Linked DNA regions of Sus scrofa: region 2 is linked to region 1. Evidence: chromatin contacts called from public HiChIP or PLAC-seq data. All regions are on one chromosome and are shown on one strand. Each heading gives the region's core, a stretch centred on a gene start, on an enhancer-like site or on the middle of the called end of the contact. The rest is flanking DNA. Distances are from core to core; before and after follow the strand shown.

Evidence for each region. HiChIP or PLAC-seq counts read pairs in DNA pulled down with a chosen protein or histone mark.
Region 2: a contact with region 1 is called in an H3K27ac HiChIP or PLAC-seq map of skeletal muscle. The contact joins two enhancer-like sites. A contact is called at or near these places in 4 of 47 Hi-C or Micro-C datasets (embryonic fibroblasts, epiblast stem cells, heart right ventricle and 1 more) and 2 of 2 datasets of contacts at active chromatin or transcription factors (alveolar macrophages and skeletal muscle).

What each region holds. Positions count from the first base shown.
Region 1 is chr1:269,566,376-269,571,759 of Sscrofa11.1, forward strand. No RefSeq gene overlaps it. Among named protein-coding and RNA genes, the nearest start is that of IER5L, 110 kb to the left of the region's middle. Within about 2 kb of position 3,391, at least 21 of the 83 cell types and tissues checked have an H3K27ac peak or open chromatin away from gene starts, as enhancers often do. A contact at or near this core is called in alveolar macrophages, mesenteric adipose tissue and skeletal muscle, where this site is marked.
Region 2 is chr1:269,723,248-269,728,416 of Sscrofa11.1, forward strand. No RefSeq gene overlaps it. Among named protein-coding and RNA genes, the nearest start is that of NTMT1, 94 kb to the right of the region's middle. Within about 2 kb of position 2,729, at least 70 of the 83 cell types and tissues checked have an H3K27ac peak or open chromatin away from gene starts, as enhancers often do. A contact at or near this core is called in alveolar macrophages, mesenteric adipose tissue and skeletal muscle, where this site is marked.

The sequences.
Region 1 (5,384 bases), core at 2,141-4,640:
GAAAGGTGGTCTTGGGGGGTTGGGTGGCCAGGGGTCCCACAGAAATTCTTATAATTACAAAAGAGAAGAACCTCTGCTGTGACTTCCTCAGCTGCAAGTGGAGGCTCTCAAGAATGTTTTAGAGGAACACGGAGCTCTCTGGGAGACTGGGGACATGGGGGTGGGTCTCAGGAATCATTTGCTTCCAGAGTCTGCTTATGACCTTCAACCTCATGCAGACTCCATGATTCAGGAGCTTGCTCTCCCCCAGTGCTGGATTCCCCCGGTGCTAGACAAACACAGGAAGAATTTAGGGAGAGGTCATGTACTTCTCTTTTGAAGCATTCATCACAGTTACATAATCATGTCACTTCTCCTTGCTCACAGAACCTCAGTCTTGTTTGGGGAACACTGAGGTCAGACCCAGGGGATCAATCAGTTCAAGCCATTCATGGCAATCTGGCTCCCCTTTTCCGGGGACTGGGGCAGGGGTGAGCGTTTGACTCAATTCTGGTCAATAAGCTAGAAAGATAAGTCTGCTGGGGGCTTCTGGAAAGATTCCCTCCCCCTACAAATAGAGAGAGCTGTTGGGATGCTGGAGTGTGAGGATGTGATGCCTGGAGCTCTGGCAGCCATCTTGTTACCATGAGGTGACAAATTTGAGATTAAAACAAGAGACAGAACAGGGATAGCAGAATAAAAGGGTGGAAGGCACTTGTTGCCATGTCACTTTATGTGGCAAAACGAATTTTGCAGATGTGATTAAGAATCTTAATCTTGGAGTTCCCGTCGTGGCGCAGCAGAAACGAATGCAACTAGGAGCCATGAGGTTGCGGGTTCGATCCCTCACCTTGCTCAGTGGGTTAAGGATCCTGCGTTGCCATGAGCTGTGCTGTAGGTCGCATATATGGCTCAGATCTGGCATTGCTGTGGCTGTGGTGTAGGCGGGCAGCTGTAGCTCCGATTAGACCCCTAGCCTGGGAACTTCCATATGACGCGGGTGTGGCCCTAAGGAGCAAAAAAAAAAAAAAAAAGAAGACGAAGACAGCACAGCACCTGTGTCTCCGGCCATTGTAAGTGGGCTAATGTGTGATGTTCTGAGCCCATGGGAAGAGCTCTGTGGGTGTCAGCTCTTGCCGTCGTTACTGAAGACTCTGTCTAATTGATTCTGATGCCCAGAGAAGGTGTTACGTGGGCGTGCAGTCATCACACCAGCAGCCCAGCACCCAATGAATTGGGGGTAAGAAGGCTCAGTGATCGTGGGTAGGATTTGAGGCATGGAACGACTGCTCCCAACCCTTTAGGCACTGAGGAGAAAGGATCTAACGACTGAAGGCTTTGTGATGAATGCACGGAATGAATGAATGAAGGAGTAAATGAATAAATGAGTGCATTGGAGACCTGGAGGACTCCCTTGCCTGACAGTGAAATTCTGTCTCTGCGCTGGGCAGAGCTGCTGCAGCCAGGCCTGGGGAGGGCAGGGAACCTCAGTGTGCTGATGGAAACCAGGTTCTCCCAGCCAGGGGAAGGGCTCAGAAAGTATGGCCAGTGCCCAGTGGCCCCTGTGTCACCTGCTGATGGCATGGACCAGACTTTGATGTGCTGTGGTGGGAGTGATCTCCCAGCTTCCTCCTTGGGGCGCTGGGGGCTCCCTCCCCAACCTGTGGTCCTTGCACCCCCCCACCCCCACCCCTGGAGAAGCTAACTGTTGTTTGGTACAATCCAGGCTCCATGGAAACCACCCAGACTCAGTTAATCCCCACTTCCTTTGCTTTCAGCAAATCGGGGTTTATGGGACTCTCTGGGAATCACAGTTAAGGTAAAAACACCGGTCAGCCTCAGGGCCTGCCAGGGGCATTAATCTCGGGGTGGCCATCGCCTGTCTCCGTTTTATGTAGTGAGTGACCATTGCTCAAGGCAGCCTCTTTTTTCCTCTTAGCAATTGTGAGGGTTTGGGCAGAATGCATCTGCACGAAGCAGGTGCTAAGTCACAACCGGCCCTGGACGTGCCTTTCCACGAGTGGCGGGGCTGCGGATGAGCACCGGTGCTGAAACCAGACAGACAGAACACCTTGGCTAAATTGTGTCCCTGAGCCTCAGTTTCCTAACCTGAGAAGTGGGGGTGGTGACAACAGCACATCTCAGAGGCCTGGCAGGACAAGGGGAGGTAGGCGCCCGGCCTGGCACTGGCACACAGCAGAGGCCCCTAAATGACAGCTGTGATGATGTCACCCAGGGCTGTGTTCACAAACCGACTGAAAATTTGCAAAGCCTGTGGTGGGCGGGGCGGCAGGGCCACTCCCCACCCCAGCTCTGGGCTGGGCCCCCCCAAGCAGCTACTGAGTGTGGCTGGGCTCTGGGGGGATCCGGGCAGTGTGGGAACAGATCAATTACACCACAGTGTGAGGTCTCCAAACATTCCATCGTGAGTGTTTATTGCTTTGATAATGGGGGGTGGGAGCCCCAAAGACCAAACAAACAGCACGATGAAAGAGATAGAGAGAGAGAGAGATGGATCGGGCTAGGGCTGTGACCTGTGCTGTAAGAAAAGACAGCCAGAGCTCTCTTTTTTTGTTTTGTTTTGGTTTTTGTTTTTTGCTTTTTAGGGCCGCACCTGTGGCTTATGGAAGTTCCTGGGCCAGGGGTTGAATTGGAGCTGCAGCTGCCGGCCTACACCACAGCTCATGGCAAGCCAGATTCTTAACCCACTGAGTGAGGCCAGGGATCAAACCTGTGTCCTCATGGATACTCGTCAGGTTTGTTACTGCTGAGCCATGACGGGAACTCCAAGGGAGCGCTCTTGATACAGGGCCCAAGAGATGATGCCCCAGGGGAAGGCAGGCCTCCTGTGTGAGGTCCCATGGAGGCCTGAGAAGAAGGAGCGATGGGTCAGACCTTGCCATCAATGAGACAGGGCTGGACCCCAGGGCGACAGGGCCTGCCTGCCATGTGCCAGCTGTGGGCCTGGGGGAGGAAGTTAACCTCCCTGAGCCTCAGTCTCCCCCTCTGTGAGATGGGCGTGAGGATGAAAGGCGTTAACAACCAATGGTGCCCGGGGCTGAGCCTGGCAGAGGGGGCTCTGTCTTCCTGTTTCCTGGATAAATTGGAGGGAAAGCCCCGCCCACCCACAGGCACGCCCCCAGTGTCTGCAGGCCCCCCAGCTTGTGGGAGCAGACTGGAGGTTCAAGTTGGGGTCTCCCCTTGTCTTTATCCTCTCCCCTGCCCCCTGCTTGTTGAAGGGGAGAGGATGCTTGGAAGAGTCTTGTTCCCACTGCACCTGCTCTGATGATGTGGCTGAGGCTCCTTGAAGGCGGGGTGGCGGTTTTGGACCCCTCCACCTGTGGCCTCCACTGACAGGTTGGGGAGAGCTCTTGGGGGCCTGAAGTGTCCAGAGACCCCTGCCTTGGGGGACAGAGGCTGACAGTGATGGGGCCTCTTCCCCACTGGGGCCCTGCCCTCCCCTCAGCACCATCAGCTGGACCCGGGCTGGTTTCTGCTCTCTGGGCAGACCCTCAACAGCAATCCTTCTGCCAGGACAGCCCTGGCACCACGGTGAGCAGGTGGCCAGCTTCTGTCCACACCAGTGGCACCCGTGGGGTGGGCTGGGAGGGACAGCCTTGAGAGAGGTAAGGATACAAAGAGCTCAGGACCCGCCCCCAGACAGGTGAGTGAGTCTGGGCCTCTGTCTCCCTATTTGTCCCAGAGGCTAGGGCAACCTCCCTGCCCCTGTGGTTCCCAAAGTCCCAAAAATGCAGCTCTGCAGCCCCCAGCTCAGGGGGTGGCAGGTGGGGCTGGAGTGGGGGGATGACAAGCGACAGGAGGACAGGATGCCAGGCTCACCTTTCTGAGAACTGACACCCAGGGGCGCTGTCCTTGGTCCCTGGCTGTGTTAAGGGACGTGACCCAGTTAGCTCTCATCTGTAAGGACGTGGGTACCTCTACCCAGAGCGAGGCCAGCAGCCTCCTGGAGCACCCCTGCAGCCTCCCTCCCCATCTGCCTCACTCAGTCTTCAACCAGGGAAAACAGAAGCAGCAGGAGATCTATGTGAAGGAATCTATTGCAAGGAATTGGTTATGCAATGGTGGAGCTGGCTAGACAAGCCCGAACTCTGAAGGGCAGGCTGGACCTCTGGGCCCTGGGCTGACGCCGCTGTGTGTGGGTGGAATAGCTTCCCCATCGAGGAGGCCTCTGCTTTGCACTTAGAGCCTTTCCAATGATGGAATCAGGCCCTCCCCGAAAATCTAGGCCAATGTCTCTCAAAAGTCAACCGATTATGGACTGCAATCACATCTATGGGGCGCCTGCAGAGTGACCCTGAGATTAGATTGGAGAACTGGGGACTGTAGCCTCTCCAGCATCGCAGCACCTCATCCCCTCTCTGTCAGTGGTTTCTTGCTCCTTCCAGCTTGAGCATCGCTCTCAGATGAGCTGCCCCCAGAGCTGGGCAGTGCTCCCTGCTCTCCTGCGATGACTTCAGCTGGAATCCTCAACCCCCAGCCCAGTTCCTCCTCCAGCCTTGCATCCTTTGTTGTGAAAAGCTCCCTTAACCAGCCTGGGCAAGCCCCCAGGGAGCCCAGCCTGGTGTGGAACCGCCAGCCTGCCCACTGCCCTCAGGAAGCTGCCCATCTCCTGGGGGACGTGTCAGAGCCCGGAACACCCATCTGCCCTGTGCCTCTGTTTTCCGGGCCTCCTCTGGGTCGGATTCCCTGGTGAGGCTGCAGCTCTGGGCTGCAGGAAACCAGCCTCGTGCTTGTTTTGTTTCGATTGCACAACCCTGGAGCAGGAGGCCAGAGCGGACATCTGCTGTTTTGGCCGCCCGGCACCCTCACCCTGTCTCTTTCTGGCGAAAGTCCTCCAGTTGCCTCATGGGGAACTCCCCCCTGTGTGTGCAATCCGGGGACTGGGCTGCCGGTCCAGATGCTCCGAGCTTCCGTGCCAAGGGATGGGTCAGCAGCCCGCCTTCCCTGAGCTTGGGTCCCTCAGTCCTCGTCCTGACGGCCAGCCCCAAGGGAGGTCGCTGAGTGTCCCCTGCTCTCCAGGAGGGCCTGGCTGCATCCTCGCTGGGGCCCGTCTGCATCCCCTGTGTTCCCTTACATTCTGAACCCCCCCCCCCCCCGGTCTGGAGATGGAGCCTTTTTCGGATCAAGGCAAACAGAGTCCACTTCTGTTGCTTATAAGCCCAGACACCCGACTGACTGGATCTGAAGGTCAGTCCCGGCTCTGTCCTCCCTCGCTGTGCGACCCTGCGCGGGATGGTCCCCCTCCGACCTCCGTTTCTCTACCTGCGCATCTCAGCTGGCCTCCAGGGCTGACGTCCCTGAGCCTGTGGCCACCTTGGCCATTGCAGCCGACGGGAATGGGTGCATCCACTGTCAAGAATCAATTGAGGCCTTCTCCGTCTTGA
Region 2 (5,169 bases), core at 1,479-3,978, 160 kb after region 1:
TTTTTTTTTTGGCTGTGCCCATGGCATGCGGAAGCTCCAGGACCTGTGCCACAGCAGTGACCCAGGCCACAGCAGTGACAAGGCTGGATCCTTAACCCACCGAGCCACCAGGGAACTCTGGGCTAACTGCTTGAAGGGAGAAGCTCCTTAGGTCTTGGTAGTATTGGGGTGGGGGTTGGGGGAGGAGTCGGGGATGGCACCTGGGCTCTGAGGAGCGTCTGGGTGCATGGCTGGAAGTGTTGGTCAAGAACAAGTTCAAAAAGAGGGGAGGCAAGGCAGAAACGAATCTGACTAGGAACCATGAGGTTGCGGGTTTGATCCCAGCCTCGCTCAGTGGGTTAAGGATCCAGCATTGCCGTGAGCTGCAGTGTAGGTCGCAGAGGAGGTTTGGATCCCAAGTTGCTGTGGCTGTGGTGTAGGCTGGCAGCTATAGCTCCAGTTAGACCCTAGCCTGGGAATCAGCAGCCCCCCCCAGGGTCCATAGCAGTGCCCTCAGACCTGAGTCCCAGTCTAGAGGGTGGCACTCTGGCTCTTTTCTGACTGTGCCTTTCCTCATGGGATGAGAAATCCTCGAGACCGAGGCCACACTCCCAGCTCGATCTCTGATCTGGGACCATGGACTTCCCTGCTCAGTGGCCCCCAGCCCACTTCCTGGGTCCTTCCTCCTGGGGGCGGCCCAGAGGTGGCTGTGGGCAGGGGGTGTGGGCAGAGTTTACCCATGCAGGCTGGAGTGTCCACACCCAGCACGCAAAACCCTTCACAGAAAAGAATGAAGCCAGGGACAAGAAGAAAAGAGGGGCTGAGTAGGAACCAGCAGCCAAGGCTGCCTCTCCCCATGCTGCCACTTCCAGCGTGGACCCCAGGATTCTGAGACTCCTCAATACAAACCCAGCCTTCCAGGTGTGTTCGTCCTTAGGAAGGTGTATTTGCCAAGGAAGGAGGACAGAGCATGTTTTATTCAGCACTTCGTTAGCTTGATTTATAACTTGTAAATACTTAGATGCGAGGTAGGTGGGCTCTGCTTATATTCCTGCTCCCCCACCTGCCACCCCAGGGCTGCCTAGACAGAAGCAGCCTTCCTGGGCTCCACATCAGCATCCAGTGGCTGACCCTGGACCAGGCTTCTTTGGAGCTTCCTGACTCCACTTCGTGCACCCCCATTGCACCCCATGAATTGCCTCTGCCTTTATCTGAGGGTCCTCCTGCCTCCTCTTTTGAATGTTCACCTCCAGCCCCTTCTGCTCCAGGAAGCCTCCAGCTTGTCACTGGTATTATTTGGTCACAGCGGCTCCAGTGGGCTGACTGGCCGGGGATGTGACTGCCTGTCCCTCCTAAGGGACAAGAAGCTTCTAGAAGCAGCATCTCCTAGCAGACGCAGTAGCCTGCGCAGAGTACAAGTCTAGGCTCAGAGCGCCGCACACAAGCTTGGGGTCAAATCCCAGCTCTGTGACTTTCTTGCTGTGTGACCTTAGGAGGTGCTTGGCTGCTCTGAGCCGGTTTCCTCTTCTGAAAACCCATAATCAGAACCGTAGCTCTCGCAGCGAAGAGGCAGTGCGGAACGCGGAGCCCACGTGTGCCGGGCACTTGGCAAGCACCCGGGAAGGAATTAGGAAGGGCAGGAGTTACATCATTCACTTCTTTTTACAGCTGAGAAAACAAGCGGAGGAGGCTCAGGGAGGTGAGGCCGGTTGCCCAAGGTCACACAGCTTGTGGGAGAATGGGGCCCAAGCCAGGGTGGCCGACTTGTGCTCTCATCACTGAACTCTTCGGCCGCAGGCCTGCCCACCCAAGTACCCTTCCCGGTGTCCGCGGCCCTTGGCCGCCCGAAGGCCACGTGGGGTCTCGGGGACAAGAGGCTCGGCCAGGGCCGAGCAAGGGTTAACGGGCTCCGCCGCATTGGGCCGGCCTCCGGGGTAACCAGCCAATGGGCGTACGCCGCGATGAGGTAATGCCGGGACCGCGCGGAGTGGGCGGAGCCAGCAGGGACTCGCGGGTCTGGAGTTCTGGCTCTCCCACTACCCCTCACCTTTGACCTTCATCCCCCCCACCTGTCCTCCTCCTGCAGCCCGACACTGGCAAGAAAGCCCTGTGCTGGAGCTGAGGGTCTGGGGCGGCTCTGCGTCCCTTAAGGTCTTGCGGCACGAACCCGGACTCCTCCTCCGGGACTCAGTTTACTCTTTAGCCAGAAGATCGCTAAAGACGGACCGGCGGTGACGTTCTTGGATCCCGGGACAGTTTTCAGCCCTCCCTGCCCTTGGCCCACCCTGTGGCGGGCATGGCCCTGGCCCTCTTCAGGTGGTGCCCAGCGCCAGGGGGCAAGGAATCCTCCCGGCCAAGCTGAGGGAGTCTCACCGGCCCATTCACACCCTCCACGTGGCTCCAAAGCATCAGCCCCTCTCTATCCCTGGGGTATCCGACATGCCCCCGATGCCAGAGCGCTGCCACAAAGCCCCAAGCGAGCTGTAAAAATAGCCCGACCAGCCGGTTTGGTGGTCACAGGTCAAAGTTCACCCAGCACCAAAATTAATTGAGCGTCTACTACGTGCAGCTCAGAGCTTCGGGGTTGGCTGTGGCCAAGCCGTCTTCGGAGCTGCGAGCGACCCGGGGGCGCCCCCACTCCAGGCCGGACTGCAGGGGGCGGCGCGCCCCCACGGTCTGGGTCTGGGCACGAAGCGGTTAATGCCTTTCTAGCCGAGCTGGCACTGCTGCCGAGGCCCAGGCTTATTAGTCAGCTCGCGGGGAGGGGGCGGTGGGGGAGAGGAGGGGCTGGAGTTGAGAACCGCAGAAAGCTATTCTCAGGGGCTCCCAAGTGTGGGGAGGGCGGCTCAGCAGGAGCTGCTGCTTCCCAGAAAGTTGATTATTTTTAACCCAGGAAGAAGAAAGGAAGGAGGCGAGGGAGAAGGACTCAGAGAAAAGAGGAGAGGATTGCAGAGGAGAGAAGAGGATGGGGAAGGGGAACGGGGAGGGGGAGCAAGAGAGAGGGGAGAGGGGGTGGCGGGAGGAAGGGAGGAGGGGGCAGGCAGCGGGGGTCAGGGAGGGGGTTCAAGGCCAGTTGGAATGTGGGAAGCCAGCTTGGGGGGGTGCTCTGGGAGGGAAATGGATGTGAAGGGGGCCCCTCCCTGCACCCCTCTGGCTCCTCTCCCAGGCCAGGCTCCCAGGGGCTGTCCATCCAGCACCGCCCCCCAAGCCTGAGCTGAGAGCAGTGCCCTGTTGGGCACTGCCAACCCAGGGCTGTGCAAGGCACTGGGGCTTGGGGAGTGGGGGGGCACAAGGCCGCCACAGCCCTGCCCTAGGTTGATCTCCAGCCCACAGCAGAGCCCACAGCAGCACCTTGACTTGACCTTGACCGGGTAGTGGTCACTGGTCCAGGGAGGGCTGCCCTGGAAACCCATGGTTTCTGCAGAGAGGGGTTCCTGGAGGGAAGGGCGGACCTCAGGCTCCCCTTCCCCTGCCCTGGGGTGGAGCCGAGCTGAAAACCAAACCCGGATGGTGACGGGGCCTATGGGGAGGGTGCTGGGAGCACAGTGACAAACATGACAGACGTAGCCAGGCCCACAAGGGGCTCACAGTCCTGCAGGGAAGGCAGAGGCTGCACACACCATTATGAATAATGCATCAAATGACAACAAGAGGGTAGCGGGCTGGGAGGGGACTGTGCGGGTGGGGCTAGAAGGGCTGGTCGCAGGGGCCTGATCTCTGGAGGGCATAGGAGGGCTCCCCAAGGAGGTGCCTGAGGGCCAGAAGGGATCAGGCAGGGGAATAGTGACTGGTGGAGGGAGCAGGAACCACGTGGATGAGGGTCCCAAGGGCACAGACCTAAGGACCCAAGAGAGGATCGGTGTGGCCCAACCACAGCCCTTGTCCTAGAGGCGGCTGGAAACCTTGGAAGTTTTACAGAGAAGAGCAAGGAGACCAGAACCGTAAAGTTCACTTGAGTCATAGGGACAAGAGTGGATATGGAGGGAGTTCCCTGGCGGTTCAGTGGGTTAAGGATCTGGCATTGTCACTCCTGTGGCTTGGCTTGCTGCTGTGGTGTGGGTTCAATCCTGGCCCTGGAACTTTCCCATGGTGTGCGCAGGGCCAAAAAAAATAGATTGTGGCTATGGGAGTGGCACCAAGGTCCCGGGAGAGTGATGGCAGCCTGGTGTGAGAAAGAGGGGAGGACACGACTCGGGAGGTCCAGAGGGCAGGCGCTGGTGTGTCACTGCGTGGGAGTGCAGGTGGCCAAGGAGGTGTTAGGGAAGTGCCAGGCTCTGGCTTGTGCCACAAGGGAGGCTGGTGCTGTCCCCAAAGACAGGGGCAGCCAAGGGAGCAGGTGCAGGGGAGGGCAGGCGGTTGTGTCGGGACAGGTGGGACAGGCTGCAGGAAGAGCTTGGGCACAGGCATAGAGAGAAGGGCAAAGGGGACCACATGTGGTACCGTGGGCTGTGCCAGCATCTTCCAGAAAGAGGGGTGGAATCTGGTCACTGTGGCCTTGACCGCAGGCAAAGGGCTCTGAGCTCAACCTAGAGTCAATGTTGAGCCTTAGACGTGCAGGAAGAAGAGGGAACATTCCAGTGCTGGACACAGGGAGGGCACCCAGCGAACAGTGACCAGGGCCAGCTGGGGCTGAGTCTCTGGCAGTGGGTGCCTGCACCCCAAGGCCAGAGTGGGGGATGCGTGTGACTGGGACGTGTCATGGGGTGGGGGAGTGCCAGTGTGTGTGTGTCCCTTGCACTGAGTGTCCTTGCCCTTCACTTGAGGCAGGAGCCAGGGGACACATCCAAACCCTCCAGGACCAGAGAGTCGTCTGACCAGGCCAGACCAGACCAGGGGGATGATGGGTGGAGGGGGACCTCGGCCCCTGGCCACAGCTCTGGAAACCCCTGGACAAACACACATGCGCACGCACAACCCCCCCCCCCCACAGACCTCTCTGGAATCTGGAACCAGCATCTGACCTCCTCGCCAAAGGAGCTGGGGGGGGGGGTGGCGCTAGGCTGTTGGCTGGAGGGCAGTGTCTGTGTGCTTTTAACTACTGCAAGGTGCCAAGGAGGCCTTGTCGAAGTACCCCAAGGCCACCCATGCCCACTTCCCACTTGAGGCCCAGGTTGGTCCTCCTGGAATGGGAGTGCAGGTCTGCTCAGCCTGATGCTGCCCTTAATACCAGAGCCCCGTGGCCCCTCTGAG